Linked DNA regions of Gossypium hirsutum: region 2 is linked to region 1. The links are chromatin contacts, called in public Hi-C maps. All regions are on one chromosome and are shown on one strand. Each heading gives the region's core, a stretch centred on a gene start, on an enhancer-like site or on the middle of the called end of the contact. The rest is flanking DNA. Distances are from core to core; before and after follow the strand shown.

Region 1 (3,838 bases), core at 556-3,055:
GGAGGTGATAAAACAGATGAACAGAAGCTTCCAAATGGGACTGAAGTGAAGAAAAATGAGAAGCACGAAGAAACTACTACTCAGAAGACAAAGGAAAATGTGGATGGTTGTTGTCAGGGTGCTAATGGGTTTACCTGTTGCATGACTGCTAGTTTGGAAGCAAATGAAAAAGAGAAAAGTGAAGAGCCAAGAGAAGTGTGTGGAAAGACTGGGATGTGCAAATTGACAAGCTGGGTAGAATCATGGGAGCAACATCACGTTCTTACAGCAGCAGCCGTGGTTGGAGTTGTTGCAACCATTGCGGTGGCTTATAGCCATTATAGAAGGTCAGGCTGAAGTAATCCTTGTAATCCAATGTCTCACTGTTTGCTTGTGTGTTGTATACCCCTTTTTTTGGTCCCTGAGGCAAAATAGTTAGTAAAATAATCCTCCAAACCACAAACTTGTTTGGGAGATTGATACTATAGTCACTTTTTACTATACAGGGATTTGAAGTACCAAACTTTAGCTGGTGTAGGGATGAAATATTACCCCCACTGGTTTTTTCCAGTTGATATCTGCTCAAAGTTAGATATTTCATTATATGTATGACTTTGTTTTTATTAACATTATACGAATGGAGTTTGAGTGCTTCATCTTGACACAATAGTCCTGGTTTTTGTGGAGATATTGTTTTCTTTCAATGATTTGCAGAAGAGTCTCTTTCAACAGGTTATAAGAGAGTCTTGTTTCTCTTACTGGAGGGTCGTGTAATGAAGCTCTTATTTCAGTATTTTTTTTCCCGTAGTGATGGCAATGGATGGTAAAAATCGATATCCAACATTATTTGATTTGATTTTTGTGGATTTGGATGTTAATTTTAATATCCATGGTGGATTCTCTTATATATCTTATATTTGAATTGCTGCGGTTTTGGTTTGGATAGTGTTGGAAATCCGAATTCATGTAAAGTGCAGATAACCTGTTTGAATTAATTGCCTTTGCATTCACCGATGTTAGAAAATCAGGTTAAGCAGCACCAAATACCAGTATTTAATTACAGAGATTTCAATTACCCTTTGAGTGAGCCTGAAATCTATAGGCTAAAGAGTTATCATCCTAAAGACCAACCTCAGTGTTGAACCTGTAACTTTCTCTCCATCTTGCTTCGCCATCATAATATGCTCTACAATGTCATGCTTTGATTGTTTACTTGTTGTCGACGCGTAATCTGAGTAATCCTGCTGAAGAATTAACAGCTTTCGAGCTGTATTCTAAGCTCTCCAGGTTCCAGCTACTGTGAGTTGAAGCAGCCTTGGCATTACACCTTCCATCAATATACTACATCTCCAGCATATACGGAGGATTCTGATGACATGCTCTTTGCACTTGTGGTGAACCCTCTTCCACTGCTTCCGCTAGAACCCTAATTGCTCCACCAGTCCCTTCTTGGATCCTCTGACGAAGAAACAATGTTTTCTAGTAGTGCCATTGCTTTCTGTCAGCTTAGATGACTTTTCACCTTTTCGGAACAATGGATAAGTTGAAGCAAGCTATATATTACACCAGAAGAAGCCATTTTGATGTAATTATCTGACGACAAATTGACAGATTCCAAAGTGTAGCTATTGCATCTATAATTGCTTGCATGCTAAAGCTACTAATATTGTTTGGATCATCATTTACCAGGTTCAGGATTTCTACAATGAAGCAATTACCAGCTTGTTAGCTGTGGAAGATGGCAAGATCAACATCGCAGCGATCATAAGTTGGGTCAGTTCTGGATTTTGGCATCGAAAAAGGTCCAACAATGCAGCAGGTATGACACCAGCTTCTTCCACTGCCGGAGGCAATAGAGAAGCTTCAATGGCTTCATCATCTTGTGACTGAAGCATTGAGATCAATGGTGAAATAATCCCTGTTGTTTCACCCAATCTATGCTATTGCTTGCTGCTTAACTTACCGAGTCGAATAGTAGCTCGAATCTGCAGTTCTTTGTCCAGAAATAGAGTTAAAAAATCATGATTAAAAAAAGGTAAAAGTAAAAAATTAATTAACGGACATGGAAAAATTTTCACTAAAAATGTATTAAATGCTAACCTGTTTAGGGTATGCATAATAATTATGTGGATATTAAAGATTGCTTAAGAAAATGAAAAGTAAATAGTAATTATAATTGAGATTGAGATATATTTTGGGTTTTCTATTATTTTCAAGATATAATGGTCGATTAGGTTATTGATTTTGGAATATTCATGCATATTAAATTGAGATTTACTTTTTCTATTTTCCTACAACAAACTACCCATGTTTTTCATTTCATTATGTACCTAATATAGGTTTTTTTATATAAATATACTTTAAATTTTTTCATATCTATATGTGTATACTATACTATTAGGTATTAGGCAAACTTTGGTATGATGGAAAGCGTATTTTTTTTTGGAAATTTAATTAGTTGGGTAGTGATTTCAACATTTAGTATGTCAAATTTTATTTATTTTAATTGGAATCTAATTTTTTGTTAAAAATTACTTTTTCATAAACATGTTGTGATTCCCATGGTAAAAGGTAAGAATGTTACTTTCTCATGTAGATTAGAAATTTAAAAATTATCAAAACGAAATTAATCTTATTTTATATTAGTTTAGGGTATTAGTATATAAACGAAGATGAAGCTATTGCCTCCTTCCTACTACTTGATTTTCTCTACAACGGATTCTTCAAAACTAAGTTTTTTTTTTCTCTAATTTTATTTTGAGTAAATTACATTCAAGGTCGCTAAATTATTAGTAAGTTTATATTTTGGTCACTCAATTTTAAAATATACAAAATCGTTGTTGTATGGGCTTCTCTGTTCGTATCACCTACAACAGTCAAAAGCTTTCCTCCTTATCTTTTATAGTTAGTTTCTTTTCATGAAACAACTTTGAATGTCACGAATCTACAACTAAAATTTGAATAACTTTTTTCTTCGATCTCAGATATTAATCATCAGATCGAGTTATATCTAAGTTATGTTCTTCTACTTGTCGATGGGAATCGATCTGTCGTACTAATCGTAGAATCGTAGCTTGGAGTATGCTAGTTGAACTTCTTTAAAAATAAACTTAACAACCTAGTGACTTAACAAAAAGCTTTTGTATAGTTTAGTGGCTTAGATGAAAATTTTTGAATAGTTTAATGACTATTTTGTAACTTTTTGAAGTTGAATGACCTAAATGTAAACTTACTAATAGTTTAGTGACCTTAGATGTAGTTTACCCTTTTATTTTTATATGTGTATTTAATATATATTATATGGTTTACATACTATATTTTTTTCTATTATTTTTTTCTTTTAGTATATTAATTGAAAATTCAATTTTATTATAGTATTTATGAATCCAGAAAAAAGAAAAAAAATTTAAGGTTTAAGTTTGGCTCTAAGACTAATTTGACCATAATCTTTTTGCATGATTTACCTTTCAATTATGGTTTGTTGTATATGATTAAGAATTTTATTGAAATAATTTTCGAGAATGAGCAAATGATTGACAACTTATTTAAAAGTGGAATAGATAACACAAGAGCTCAATCAAATCCTAAAGCAGTTATGTATTATATTCAAGTAAAATATCCAACATAAATTATGTTACATTGGAGCTTTGAAGAAAAATGTAAAAATTATCAATTAAATTTTAATACTAAATATGTATTTCAAATATGTGTTAAGAATTAAGTTTATTATAAAAACTAAATACATTAATATTATATTTCATTTAATAATGGTAAATTCATAAATCATCATTATATTTTTAGGAAAGTAATTAACAAACCCAATGTGATAATGTAACTTTTCCAAGATTTTAATTAATAT
Region 2 (3,838 bases), core at 415-2,914, 41 kb after region 1:
ATACTTATTTTTAAAAAAATTCAAAATAAAAAAATGCAATTATCATTTTTTTAAAAAGTGTATGTAATATTTTATTTCTTATAATATATTTTTGAAGAAATAGTGTACTAAAAGTATCATGTAATGCCAATGAATGGTTTTACGATAAATTTAGATATTTTAAGCTTACATTATAGAGTTGATTAATTTTAAGGTTGGAATAAAATTCAATAATTTTGTTCATCAATCTTACTATAAGTTCTAAAAATATTTTTTTTTATTTTTTTTACATAATACTTAGAACTATCCATAGTTCCTCTCCAACCTATAAATAGGAAGATAATACGATTTAGCGCACTTAAACCTACGTCCTCCTTCATTAACTCGAAAATCTAATATTAAGATTTATAATATTATTGAAAGTTTATCTTAGCTAATTGGATTTGGATGGGGTAGTTGTTATTTTCAATCATAATATAAGCTTCCAATTAAAGTCAAGTCTTCCAATATCTTTTCTTTTATTTAAGCTAAGATTAGGGGAAATATTGAAGTCAAAAAAGTAAATATCACTTTACAATCTAAATAAATCTTTTCACCTTTCTTAACATATTTTTTTTTACTATTCATCAGGCACTTTCCATGTAGATTGTTTAAAATTTTTTTTATTTCAGTTAAAATATACTATAAATTCTTATATTATTCGTGTATTTGAAATTTAACATTTCTATTTTTCATATTTTGAAATCCAAATTTAATTATTAACAGAAAGAAAATTATTTTAATAATTAAATTTACATTTTTAAATTCGAAAAATTTGATTAAATTCTAAATATTCATATATTATAAAAACTTGGAATATATTTGAATTTTTTAATTTTATAAATAGGGAAAGCGATAACATTATAAAAATTAGGGAAATAGAGGAGCTGAACCCTGTAATCATTCAACAAATGGGAATTTGACACGTTATCATAATAAGGGTAAATCAGGAAAGCCGAGGGAAACAGTACGATCAAATGAGGACGTGGCAGCTAATTATTTCATGACGTAGTCAAAGGTCAAGATGTCGGTGAGATATTATTATAAAGAAAGTCAACGGTCTTATGTTTCATTAATTAAAGTTAATTAATCACCGAAGGACGTAATAAAATATAAATTTAATAAGGTCGGCTTTATTGCGAATTTTTTTATGCTACATTTAAAAAAAAAATTCTAAGGAATTATGAAAAATTATTTAGCTAAATCTTATTAGGATTTTTTTGCCACCTTATCCTACAACAATTTTAAAAAATACCAAATTAAAATATATATATATATATCTAACACATGAAATCCATCAATTAATTAAATAAAAATATATTATAAAATAATAAATTGATTAATTTAGAGAAAATTATAATGTGAATATAATATTATTATTAAACAATAAATTAATTTATTATGTTCGCTTTTTTATTATTATAAACACTCTAAATGAATAATAACATGAAATATCGACATTAAATAAAACAAAAAAATGGTGTTATTATTATTGAAAGAAAAAAACAATGAAAAAGGACGAAAGAAGCAATAAAATCACTGTTGTTTCTGACAAAGATTCACCAAGAAAAAACACAAGAAACCAATGAAAATAAAAATTCTTTTTTCAACTTTTTTATTTTCTTTTTTTCTTATAAAGAGAAGAAGAAGAAAAAGAGTATCCATTACAATGTACCGTGTGGAAAACAACCATCTTTGTCTTTCTCAAAAACCAGTAACCACTTCCCATCCGCCATATTTCATGAGCAAAACTCCCTTCACAATCAAGCCTCCCCCATTAAATGCTTTTTCCTTTTTCCCTTTATATATTTCTATTGCTTACTAACCTCACTTTCCCATTATTTTCTTTTAAAAAACTTTCCTGTGTCAGAGCTTGCTGGTTGCTTCATTACAGAAGGGTCTTTGTGCTTTTTTTTTAATTAATTTGTTTTTGTTGGTGGAAAAACATGTGGGTCTTTATTCTTTGCTTCCCATTAAAGAGCAGTTCTTGATGGTTTTTTGGATCTGTAATCCGTGATTTTTGGGTATGGGTTTATGTTTTGTATATACTTTAATGTAGGCAAAGGCATGTCTTTGGTGACTTCCATTTTTTTTCACCTATGAAAAGTTGTGGCTTTTAAAACCCTTTTTTCTGTTTACTTCAAATGTGGGATTTTTCGATTAAATTCATGTTTTGAGAAAGGTGGATTCCAAAAGATGGGATCTAAAAATGGGTTTTTTTCAACTCAAGATTTCAGTATAGATGCTAAGTGGTTGATCGATCCTCGGCAGCTTTTTGTTGGTCCCAAGATTGGAGAAGGTGCTCATGCTAAAGTTTATGAAGGAAAGTAAGTCTAAAAATTCTAATTAATTGAATTCAATTCAAGCTCCTCCTTTTGGACCTCAATTTAGCTCTCTCTTTTTCTAAGTGTACTTTTTAATCCATTGGATGCATTTAGATATAAAAATCAGACAGTTGCCATTAAAGTTGTTAGAAGAGGGGAAACCCCTGAAGAGATTGCAAGAAGAGAAGGAAGGTTTGCTAGGGAAGTTGCTATGTTATCCAGAGTTCAACATAAAAATCTAGTGAAGGTTACTTTGAATAAATTATATATATTATACCATTGATTCTTGTTGCTTAGTTTTGTTATGTTCCTTGTATTTGTTCATATGAATACCTGTAAATCATGAAGTTTTATCATGTTTGTGTAGTTTATTGGAGCTTGCAAGGAACCTATCATGGTGATTGTAACCGAGCTTCTACTAGGCGGTACGTTACGTAAATACCTTCTTAATATGCGGCCAAAGTGTTTGGACATGCGTGTTGTGATTGGATTCGCACTCGACATTGCTCGTGCAATGGAATGCTTACACTCTCATGGGATCATTCATCGGGACCTTAAACCGGGTATGACTATATGTCTATATAACCTTTCTTGGTGTGCTTATATAAGTAGCATTCTTTGAAAAGTTTGGCAATTTTTACTTATGAAAAGGGTAGTAAGCTTTTTAATGATTTGGTAGTGATGAATTTGTGTTCCGTATTTGTTAAACTGCTAGTGAAGGCGCGATTCCGAGCAGGGCCCAAGCTAAACATTATATGTTGTGGGAGGCCATAGTGACTTGAATTAAGTTAAACTGATAGTGACATAAATATGGTCCTATCTTTTGTTTGGATTTTATGCTTCTACTTGCCGGATCCATAGTTTCGTACTTGAATTAATTGAAAGCAATAATGGTTTTTAAGTAAACTTTATGCAATATTTGCAGGATCCTGATAAATTGTTCCCTTTTGCCGAGAACTTGATCTTGACCGAGGACCATAAAACGGTTAAACTAGCAGATTTCGGTTTAGCCAGAGAAGAGTCATTAACAGAAATGATGACTGCTGAAACCGGGACGTACCGATGGATGGCTCCTGAGGTAATATGCTGAATTATCTATTATCTTCGGTTTTCTTTTTACTTTTTAAGATGCTGACACATTTACCTATTCTAACAGCTTTATAGCACAGTTACGTTAAGGCACGGAGAGAAAAAGCATTACAACCATAAGGTGGATGCCTACAGCTTTGCTATTGTGTTGTGGGAACTTATTCATAACAAGTTGCCTTTTGAAGGCATGTCGAATTTACAAGCAGCATATGCAGCTGCTTTTAAGGTAATGATTTGGAGCCTTGTTTTAGAGTAACACTTAAAAGGATGATTTCTCGAGTATGTCTGTCTGCGTTTGAAAAGCTCACTCGATGCTGAAAGAACTATCTGCAAAACCACCCTTGTGTCATTTTACAGTAAGACTAGTATGTTGTGAATGATAAATGATATATGACCACTTTTGAATC

What was found. Hi-C and Micro-C count contacts between places; a contact is called where the count stands out from the background.
Region 2: a contact with region 1 is called in a Hi-C map of leaf, with 5 times the contacts expected there. The contact joins the promoter of LOC107892248 here to the enhancer-like site in region 1. A contact is called at or near these places in 14 of 34 Hi-C or Micro-C datasets (anther, callus, cotyledon and 4 more).

What each region holds. Positions count from the first base shown.
Region 1 is chrD09:9,735,351-9,739,188 of Gossypium_hirsutum_v2.1, forward strand. LOC107892249 reads left to right here. Exons shown (of 5, transcript XM_016817273.2): 5 at 1-646. The coding sequence ends at 336. Among protein-coding and RNA genes, the nearest start is that of LOC121221441, 4.3 kb to the right of the region's middle. Within about 2 kb of position 1,806, at least 4 of the 9 cell types and tissues checked have an H3K27ac peak or open chromatin away from gene starts, as enhancers often do. A contact at or near this core is called in cotyledon and fibers, where this site is marked.
Region 2 is chrD09:9,776,846-9,780,683 of Gossypium_hirsutum_v2.1, forward strand. LOC107892248 (serine/threonine-protein kinase STY13) reads left to right here and starts at 1,665. Exons shown (of 6, transcript XM_016817272.2): 1 at 1,665-2,345; 2 at 2,457-2,589; 3 at 2,710-2,902; 4 at 3,293-3,420; 5 at 3,499-3,657. The coding sequence starts at 2,215.